2 separate regions of the Mus musculus genome follow, and region 2 is linked to region 1. The links are chromatin contacts, called in public Hi-C maps. All regions are on one chromosome and are shown on one strand. Each heading gives the region's core, a stretch centred on a gene start, on an enhancer-like site or on the middle of the called end of the contact. The rest is flanking DNA. Distances are from core to core; before and after follow the strand shown. Region 1 holds the start of Esrp1 (epithelial splicing regulatory protein 1). Region 2 has its middle 37 kb from the start of Gm35631.

The links. A called contact is a pair of places that touch in the nucleus more often than the background predicts.
Region 2: a Hi-C map of epidermal suprabasal cells shows a contact between it and region 1, with 2.0 times the contacts expected there. The contact joins the enhancer-like site here to the promoter of Esrp1 in region 1. A contact is called at or near these places in 4 of 484 Hi-C or Micro-C datasets (embryonic stem cells, epidermal suprabasal cells, nephron progenitors and 1 more), 4 of 115 datasets of contacts at active chromatin or transcription factors (double positive thymocytes and embryonic stem cells) and 3 of 9 other capture datasets (adipose tissue, liver and pancreatic islet).

What each region holds. Positions count from the first base shown.
Region 1 is chr4:11,384,391-11,389,307 of GRCm38.p6, forward strand. It overlaps Esrp1 (epithelial splicing regulatory protein 1), which reads right to left and starts at 2,393. Exons shown (of 16, transcript NM_194055.3): 1 at 1,915-2,393; 2 at 1,257-1,385; 3 at 1-72. The coding sequence starts at 2,046. It overlaps Gm35631 (a long non-coding RNA gene), which reads left to right and starts at 2,742. Exons shown (of 2, transcript XR_390400.3): 1 at 2,742-2,794; 2 at 3,475-4,917. RefSeq lists an enhancer at 2,633-2,662.
Region 2 is chr4:11,421,553-11,426,469 of GRCm38.p6, forward strand. No RefSeq gene overlaps it. Among named protein-coding and RNA genes, the nearest start is that of Gm35631, 37 kb to the left of the region's middle. Within about 2 kb of position 2,194, at least 9 of the 459 cell types and tissues checked have an H3K27ac peak or open chromatin away from gene starts, as enhancers often do. A contact at or near this core is called in epidermal suprabasal cells, where this site is marked.

The DNA.
Region 1 (4,917 bases), core at 1,143-3,642:
CTGCCCGTCAGTACAGAGACAGAAGGAAGTCCCTACCCCGATGTTCAGTTCATTGCTCACTGACTGGTTAAACTGCAAGAACAAGAGACACACGAGGGATGCAACGAAAGCAGAATTTACAAGCACACCAAAGTGGCCCAACTTGAAGATAACCAAAGAAAAACCCTCCTGAAGCCTCGGACGCAGGACACCAGGGTAATACCACAAAGAACCCTTCCCCAGGAACCTCCTCTTTTCACCCAGGCAAGGGAGCTTTCCAACCAATCTGCAGTTTTTGTTCGGGAGTTGAAGTCACTTCCCAGCAGCCCCGATATTCAGGATGAGACTAATCGGGTCACTTTTAACAGATTGCTTTTAGATTACATCATATTATAGTATTACTTTTTCAGTGTTTCAGGTTTAAGGAACCCATATCCGATAAACAAGCGGGGTAATGAATAAGCAGAATTCTGTAAGGCGGCTGGTTATCACCTTTCTTTAGAAAATACTCTAGAAATAAAATACTCTAAAATAATTCCTTTAACTGGAAACTGGTGTGCTACGGCGGAGGCTGGGAGAACGCAGAGCACATTTGCCGCACAGGTGTTGAGACCCGCCCTATTCCGGAGTCTAGCAACCGTCAGCACCCAGAGCAGTTTTTAGGTCACCTCAATTTCAACCGGGGATCCCGCCAGCTCCACGATGACCCAACAAACAGCCCCACAGGTTTGTACATGCAACCACTCCATGGGATCCCAATCAAGGCAGTAAAGAAGTAATGAGGAAGCTAAGCTTTTGGAAATTGGCTAAAATCAGGCGGGCACTCAGGTGCAAACCAAATTACAGCCATAGCTAGCATTAGCGCGGTATGACTGAGGGTCTACCCCTCTACAGCACTGCGCCTCCAACCCCAGGCGAGCTACAGACCCAGATACCAGGAGAGACTGGGTGAGCTCGGAGCTGGCACTGCAACTTCGCTGGCGGCCCGTGAGGTAAACCTCGCGCGGCGGATTCTCCTGCCCAAAGAACTACTCAGGAGGCAACAGGAGCTCGAGCCCATCTCAATCTCGAGACCCTGGGGGCCGGGAAGTCAAGCACCGCAGCCCTCCCCCGCCCCCCGGCCGGACTCCCACACACAAGGCTGGGAACCTCGCCACCCCACCCCAGAAACAAGCAGAGGCCGCCCCACGAGGGCGTGGAGCCGCAGGGTTGGGTCGGGTCGAGTATGGGGGCCACCTGGATGGGGGTGGGCGGCGTGGCCTGGCCAAAACTGTCACCTGTCGGAGGGCTTGGTCCAGCTGCGGCGCGGAAGACAGGTTTTCGGCGTCTATTTTAGTTTCTTCTTTACAATCCTCTGTCAGTTCCAACTGATCCGGTCTAACTAGTACTTCGTGCAGCTGTCCCACCTCGGGGAATAAGGGGTAGAAAACAAGGGGTCGGTTTCCCCCCTTTTCAATTTGGAAATCCTTCCTCCTCCCTGGCTTTTCCTGGACGGCTCGAGCTCTACAGGCACCTAACAGCAGAATCAAAGCTCCCTAGAAACCCAGGGATCTGGTCGCCCCACCCCCACCCTACCCGGATCAAGTCGCCCAGGCCAAGGAGGGGACCCTAGCGCCCCGGGGACCACCAGCCTGGCATAGGCGTTCTGCGACTCTCAGAGAACGCGGCTCGGCAGCGAGAGGCCTTTTTCTACCTGAGCCAAGTTTCAGAAGATTTAAACGGCTCCAAGGTGGTTGGCCAACAGGTTTGATTCTGCTATGGATTCTCTAGGCCTCGGGGCCCCGCTTCATAAGCGTGCAACCACTTAAAGAAAAGTGAAGAAAAGAAAAAAAAAAAAAAAAGGAAAGGGAAAAGAAACCGACTACCCTTTCTCCAACTTTCTTCAATAAAGTTGTTGCCCCGACTCCTCGTTTGGACCAGAACATAGTAAAGTACCTTCTTGTTGGCCAAATCCACGACTTTCCATAACAGCAGGATCAGCTCCTTCTCATCCGAACCCAGCTTGGCTCCGGTGGCCCCAGCAGTGATCCCAAAAAGCACCACCAAGTAATCCGGAGACGCCGTCATGACGATAGGTGGGGAGGGGGAGGAGGGGGGCCGGGAGGCGGCGAGGTGGGGTTGGAAGTGAGAACGAGAAAACCTGTGCTAAAACCCTCTTCCAAGAGAAAAAGAAAGCGCCCACCCCCCTCCTCGAGGCCGCCAGGGCAAAAGGCGGTAACCTGCCACCCAAGCCCACACCTGGCCGGCGCTCCACACCCTGGGCAGGAAGGGGGGTGGAAGGAGGGAAGAGCAGGCCTGCCCTTTTTGTATCCAATTGCTGGTGCGTCTAAGAAAAAACCCAGGAGCCGGGCTGCACCCCCGGGAGGCGCGCGCAATGGCTGAAAGCTTTTCTGTTTTGGGATGTGGCTCTACCTGCCCGCCCCTTTTCCCCCCTCCCCCACGTGGTGCAGGTAAGAGACACCTGGCGGCGCCCGGCCATTGGCTCCTTCAAACCACGACGTGGCAGCGGTGGGAGGGGAGCTGGGGGAGGGAGAAGAGAGGGCGGGAGACAAAGGCTGGATGAATGGGGAAGCAAGGGCTGGGGGAAGGGGAGGGAAAGAGAGAGGCGGGGAAGAGCTACTTGTCACCAGGAGGGTAGCCAAGGCCAGACCAAGGGGCGGGGGGCACGACGACGAGAAGGGTCCCTGCTCGAGGACGCAGCGTTGAGGGATTTGGAGGGTTGGCTTGGCCGAGGGTGTGTGGGGGGGGGGGGGGGAGGAGAAGCTGAGGGGTCGCGCGAATGACCAAGGTGCCTAAAGGTAAAAGAAGGCCAGAGGTGAGGCCCAGGGCGCGGCGCGTGGGAGGGACGGGTCTACGGCTGCCCGGGAAGCTGGTGCGGGTAATTGCGGAACCCGGCAAACGCCGCTCCTGAGCCCAGCACACCTTTCTGTGCAAACAGCCGGAGGAGGGTGTCCTGCTGGCCCTGCCCCTCACGGCGCGGGAGGCTGGCATTCGCTCTCTCCACCTCGGGGCGAGCCTCCGCCCCCACCCCCGAGCCGCAGAACCCGACGCTTGGCTGGCTAGGCAGGTCCTGGGATGCAATCACAGCCCTCGAAGCAGCTGGGGAACCTCGGGAGGAAGGACCTGTAGCCCCTTCTCTATTGCTATAATTGTTACATCTTCGTCGTGCTGGCTGCTAATTCGAGACCGGAACACCCTCTAGGACGCAGACACAGTTAACTGTGACTTGCCTTGGCTAAGAAGTACATCTGCCCCGCAGCCCTCATAGAGATTTTTCAGTCAGGCCAAACGCACTTTTCGTTAAATATCCTGCCTTTTGTTCTTGGAGCGTGTGACTTGGCCAACTTATGCCCATAGACTCCTGCGCCTCCACCACCAACCACCCCAGCCCTGCCACAAGCCACCAAGAGCTATATAAGGTTATGTTGACACTTTAGAAAAGTGCCATCGGTGGAGTTCCCTCGAGTTTTCTGTTTTAAACCGGTCTATTCTTAGGAGCCGAATTCCGTCTGAAATATTACTCGTTTGGCGCCCGGTGTGTGGCCTTGCATATCCTTGCAGTGAAAAGAAGCGGCCACACCCTTGCAACCGCAGGAACCTATTGGTACTCTCCTGGGGGACCCTTGTCAGGACAACCTAGAGACTACGCTTTCCCAGCGGGAGCTGACTCCCGGGAGTGGGGAGAGGAGTCGGAGGCCCGCGGCGCGCGTTTCCCGGTAGGATGAGGTGCGGCCGGAGACGGGGGCCGGCGGTGCAGGTGGCAGCCGCGTCCGGGATCGCAGGCGGAGGCCTGGCTCGCGCTCAGCTCCCGAGTCCCCGGGTGCCTCTCCTGGCCCCGCCCTAGCCCCGGTGTCTCCGAGCCTGCCTCCTTGTCCCCTGGAGTCGAGGGGGCTGGGACTGGGCGGGGAATCTGGAAAAACCACCCAGATTGCATTGCAGTGGGCGAGGCCGCTTGGAGGAGCCGGTTCTGCGGAGCCGCGTCGCCCCAGGGCTCTCTAGACGTGACCATCTCGGTTGCTCGGCTCTACCGAAGAGGCAACACCTGGCAAAGGCACGAGACTCCGCGGCACGCTCAGCACACCGGGCTGGGAGGCCCCAAGTCAGGCAAGCGAAGGTTGCAGAGAAAGTGATCACAGCCGCACCTGAAGCACCTCCGACAGGACTTTGGAGTTTGGATCCATCGTTCCTACGACAAGTTTTAAAGAACGGAAGACTTAAAGTCGGCGCTTTTACTAGGAGATGCCGCAACAGGAAACTAACATGAATCTCACAGCTGCCCCTCTTTTGCAGAGACTCTCCATCCCCCATTTTAATAAGCTGGATTATCTGTTTCTAACATTTTTTAATTTTTAGATTTTAAATTCAATTTTTAATTCAGTTTAATGTGTCCAACTGGATTTACCTTAACAAGGGTTTTGCTGTTTGTTGTTTTGGGGTAGATGCTCAGGGCTTGTAACAGCCTGGCACTTGCTCTGCCCACAACAAATACACAAATACAGTAATTTTAATGATAAAAAGAAAGGAAGGAAAGGAGGACGTGACTGCTTCTAGGTACGGATTAACATTTTTTTAGCCAGTGATCTCAGAGGCAAAGGCTAGGGAATCTTATGAACCTAGTCTAAAAACCCAGTTTCGGGATAACCAGAGCTACACAGACTAGGTAGTCTGGAAAAAGATTGAGATTAGCGATATGAGGGAGCCCATAGCTAGAGGTATGTGGAAGGGTCCAGAATGAAGAGGAAGCTGAGCCACGCCGTGTGAGAAGAGGAAGATAGAGAGAGGGAAACCAGGTGCAGTGGCCAAGGGGCCAAAATAGCTGGGTTATTGGTAGAAGGGCAACTCAGCCCAGTTCCTGTACTGGAGAGTTCAGGGTAGGGGGCAGAGTAAACCGACTAAGAGGACCTTGTAACTGGTACGGACTGAGGGATGCTGAGTTTT
Region 2 (4,917 bases), core at 944-3,443, 37 kb after region 1:
CTCTCTCTCTCTCTCTCTCTCTCTCTCTCTCTCTCTCTTTTTGGTTTTTCGAGACAGGGTTTCTCTGTATAGCCCTGGCTGTCCTGGAACTCACTTTGTAGACCAGGCTGGCCTTGAACTCAGAAATTCGCCTGCCCCTGCCTCCCGAGTGCTGGGATTAAAGGCATGAGCCACCACGCCATGCACAGTAGGTACTCTTAAAAGCTATGCCATCGCTCTAGATCCTCTATAGAATATTGTTTAAAACAAGCATATCATTAAAGAAGAAAAAGTCCACTTCAATAAACTCATTTGGCAGCAATTTCTTTTTCTTTTTTCTTCTTTGTTTATTTCGGGGGCGGTATATTTATTTATTGGCAAAATAATTTTTTTAAAGCTTAGAATGTTATAAAAATAAGAACTGGCACTGGAAAGAATGATAGCGCATACCTGTAGTTCCAACACTCAAAAGGTTGGTGGCAGAGGCGTCACTAACTCAAAGTCACCCTTGGCCACATGGTAGCTTGATAGCAACTAGGGCTACATGAGACCTATCTGAATAAAAAAAAAATTAAAGTAATATTATTTTTGTTTGTTTGTTTGTTTTGGGTTTTTCAAGACAGGGTTTCTCTGTATAGCCTTGGCTGGCCTCGAACTCAGAAATCTTTCTGCCAAGTTTTTTCAACTTGGATTTCCTTCCATGAAGCAGTTCTATTGAGGTGAAACATCAAATCCTATGTTTTTGCACTGGTGAGATGGCTCAGCAGGTAAGGATATTTGCTGTGGAGCCTGACAACCTGAGTTTGAACCTAGGACTCATAGGGTGGAAGAAGAGAATGGATTAGAAGTTCTGCTTTAATCTCCACACATTTGGCTGGGTGGTGGTGGTGCTCACCTTTAATCCCAGCACTCGGGAGGCAGAGGCAGGCAGATTTCTGAGTTCGAGGCCAGCCTGGTCTACAAAGTGAGTTCCAGGACAGCCAGGGCTATACAGAGAAACCCTGTCTCTAAAAGAAAAAGAAAAAAAAATCTCCACACATTCATGGTGGCCTGTGTACTCCTCCCTTGAGTAAGTACATAAAAATAAAAAATAAAAACAAATATGGGGCTCACACTCCTCTAATTCTAACACATGGGAGGCAAAGCCGGGAAGATCTCTGTGAGTTTGAGGTCAGCTTGGTCTACCTAGTGGGTTCTAGGTCAGAAGTCTATATAGTGAGACCCTTAGAATAAAATAAAAAGGAAAATAATGCTCCTAATGTTAGAAGAGTTTGAACAGATACACCATGTGGGTAATGATTCCAGAAGCTATAGGTTATTAAACAAGAATCCAAGTGTCCAAGTACTCCTCCTTAAGAGCTGGTAGCCAAAACAACTCCAGAGGCTCCCCTTAGCTCCCCACCAAGACTATATATGTATAGGTTATAGCCAACGCCCTTGGTTGCCCAAAGGACTGGATTGCTGAAGACTTCACACACCCTGGTTGTAGAGAACAGAGAAATCATACTGGAACCGAGGGGCAAGCTTCTTCCTACCTGACTAGCCTTCACAGGAGCTGCTCTGTAGGCTGCTGGAGGAGAAAAGTCTTCAACAGGCTTGCTCAACTTTGGATCTTGTATGTTACAATTCCAACTTGCCAGGCAAAAGGTATGTTCTGGAATGACTATGATGGGTGTAGCCAATTGATTTTTTGATTGATTCTTAAGGCCTTCTCTTCATGCCCCGTACTGCGGACCTGGTCTGAGGAGCTTAAGGGTCCCAGGTGTGAGCCTAATTTGTGGTTTTACTGAGTGGACACATTGTCCAGACATAGACTGTCCTCAGCTTTCAGCAAAGATGCTCCTCTCTGCATTGAGTAGCAGGAAATGCTGAGGCACATGGTTGGTCATTGTGCTGAAAACGTTAACTCTTGAATGCTCAGTCTTAACTGTGGCCTCCACGTTACTCCATGCAAGGCTGAGGGGAGACTTTTAGAAAAGAAGGTGAAATACAATGTAAAGTTAGGGGTGTGGGGAAGGTTTGTAATGTGCTTTTTTATGGGCATAATATGGCTATGTTACTCAAGAACTTGAGGTAACTGTGGTTGAATGCATGGGTCCTGCATAAGGCTGACTCTGTAAATGTTCAGTTTCCAGACAAGGTTAGGCTCATGGTTCTCAGCCTCACCCAGGGGAGCTGCTGGCAATCCAAGGCTGCTAGAGAGAAAGCAATTGCTTTCAGTGATGTAGTCACTGATAAGTGACTCATGCCTTAGTGGATAGCTCCACACCCATGCCCACTGGAGAGGCCCTGGTTAAACCCAATGGGTCTCAAAAGAAAAAGACAAAGATAAGATAGTGGGATAGGGACTTGGGGGATGGTGGAAGAAGATAAGAAAATGGGTTTGTGTGTGACCAGAATCTATTATATACATGCATGAAATTGCCAAGGAAGAAATAAATTTTTTAAAAATTCCATGTTTCTAAGAATTGGAAGCTCGGGGCTGGCGAGATGGCTCAGTGGTTTAGAGCACAGACTGCTCTTCTGAAGGTCCCGAGTTCAAATCCCAGCAACCACATGGTGGCTCACAACCATCCTTAACGAAATCTGATGCCCTCTTCTGGAGTCTGAAGACAGCTACAGTGTACTTAAATAAATAAATCTTAAAAAAAAAAAAAAACTGCAATCAGGAAATCATCACCCTGGATATGTATATGTGTGTAGGGTGGCTGTTGTTTCTTGGTTAAAAAAAAAAAAAAAGAATTGGAAGCTCTAATCCTGAGGTCCAAATGGGCCAGGACTTTCACCAGGCCTCAGTGTTCAAGAGCATGCATAGAGGTGCAGTAGCCATCTGAGATTCATCAGAATCCAACGACACTGCTTGTTAAAAGGGCTTTCAGATTGAGAACTCTCAACTCATTGGCAAACCCCCAAGAGGGAGGATGCCAGTCTGGCTGTTTCTAGTGGAAAGGACACATGAAAAACCTGCAGTTTTATAAATTGCTCTACTGAACATCACCATGTTAGCCATTCCAGAACATTCTTTTCACTACCCCTTGTTTTAATTTCCATAGATACTCAAACTGTGTCATCTTACATTTTTTTGCATATGAATGCTTGCCTACATGTATGTATGTGTGTTCCATGTATTCCTGGTGCCCTTGAAAGTCAGAAGAAACCAGGCAGTGGTGGCGCATGCCTTTTATCCCATCACTTGGGAGGCAGAGGCAGGCGGATTTCTGAGTTCAAGACCAGTATGGTCTACAGAGCGAGTCCCAGGGCTATACAGAGAAACCCTGTCTCAAAAAAAAAAAAAAAGTCAGAAGAGGGCATCATATCTCAAGGAACTGGACATATAGATAGTTGTGAGCCACCATGTAGGTGTTGGGACCTGAACTTGGTCCTCTGGAGAGCAACATGTGCTCCTAACTACTGCACCATCTTTCAGCTTCCCAAACCATATCTTCTTTTGTGGGGAGGAGAGTTTGGATAACAGGGTTTCTCTGTGTGGCCCTGGCTGTCCTGGAACTTGCTCTGTAGACCTGGCTGGCTTTGAACTCACAGACATCTGTCTGCCTCTGCCTCCTGAGTGCTGGGATTAAGGTGTGTGCCTCCACTGCCCGATTCCATATCTTTTTAAGTACACAATTTGATTTGCTTTTAGACATGGATAGTCCTCTATAGTCAAAACCATAGACAAAACCAGTTTAGCTGGTGTGAGGTGAGAGGCACAGAGACCTGAAGGTGAGATTTACTACACTTATTCATCCCCATTCTGTAGTCTCCCATGCAGTTTCAGCTCCTGTCAGACCTATAATTATGGTGTACAGTGACTCCTACATAGACAGCTCCTGAGCTCTGGACTGGTCATGTAGACATACTCCCCAGAAGGTGCCACATTATCTTTCCCAGCCCTGATCCTTGCTTGCCTGTCTCATCTTAGTCATCAGGAGTCACCCAGTGATTTGCTGCTGACCTTAGACCATGCTACTGTCTCCAGGGTTCCCACAGCCAGTGAGTACCAAGCCTGTGATTAGCTTTTAATATCTCTAGAATCGGTCCTCCTCCTTCCTGAGTTGATGCTTGTGGTCTCTCTCATCTTAGGGCTGTGTGTGTGTGTGTGTGTGTGTGTCCTTTCTGAGCCAATGACTTTCCTCTTGTGTGTGACTCTATTCCTGGGGAGAGATGAGCAGACATCTACTCACCCCAGATACAGATTTGACAACACATCTAAGTAAGGATACTAGATGCTTAGCCCTCATTAGCCCACATAAGCCTTGGTTTTGATGGTGTGAGGTAGGGATCCCACCCCAGGGCCATTATTCTTACTCCTTTCTTCTCCTTTGTCTTCTCCAAGCCTCTTTAGGGAGATGAGGATATAGTTCAGTGGCCATGTATTTGTTAAGCTCGCACAAGGCCCCATACCCAGCACAACAGAAGTCTCTTTTAGACCACAAAGATGGGGCATCATTGGAAATACAACTTAATTTTGGCAACTACAAATGTAAGATTTCTAATATTTTATTTTTAGGCTTTATTTGAAGTAAATAAAATAAAACTATGCTAAATTTTTATTTTACACTTAGATGTTTGGTTTTGGTTTATTTATTTGATATAGGGTCTTACGACCATGTAGCTCAAGCTATCCTGGAATTCACTATGTAGTACAGGTTGGCCTTAAACTTAAGTTCCAGGGTGCTGAGATTGCAGGAGTGGGCCAATACTTCAGACTCAAAGAAGTTAATTGTGTGTGTGTGTGTGTGTGTGTGTGTGTGTGTGTGTGTGTGTGTGTGTAAAACTCATGGCTTGCATATGCCAGATAAATAATCTACCACTTAGATACATCCTAGGTAAGATGATACAGATAATCCTAGCACAAATGAGGCTGAGGCAGGAGGATTGCTATGCGCTGGAGGCCAGCCTGGCATACATAGCAAGTCACTTTCAAGATGAAAAAGG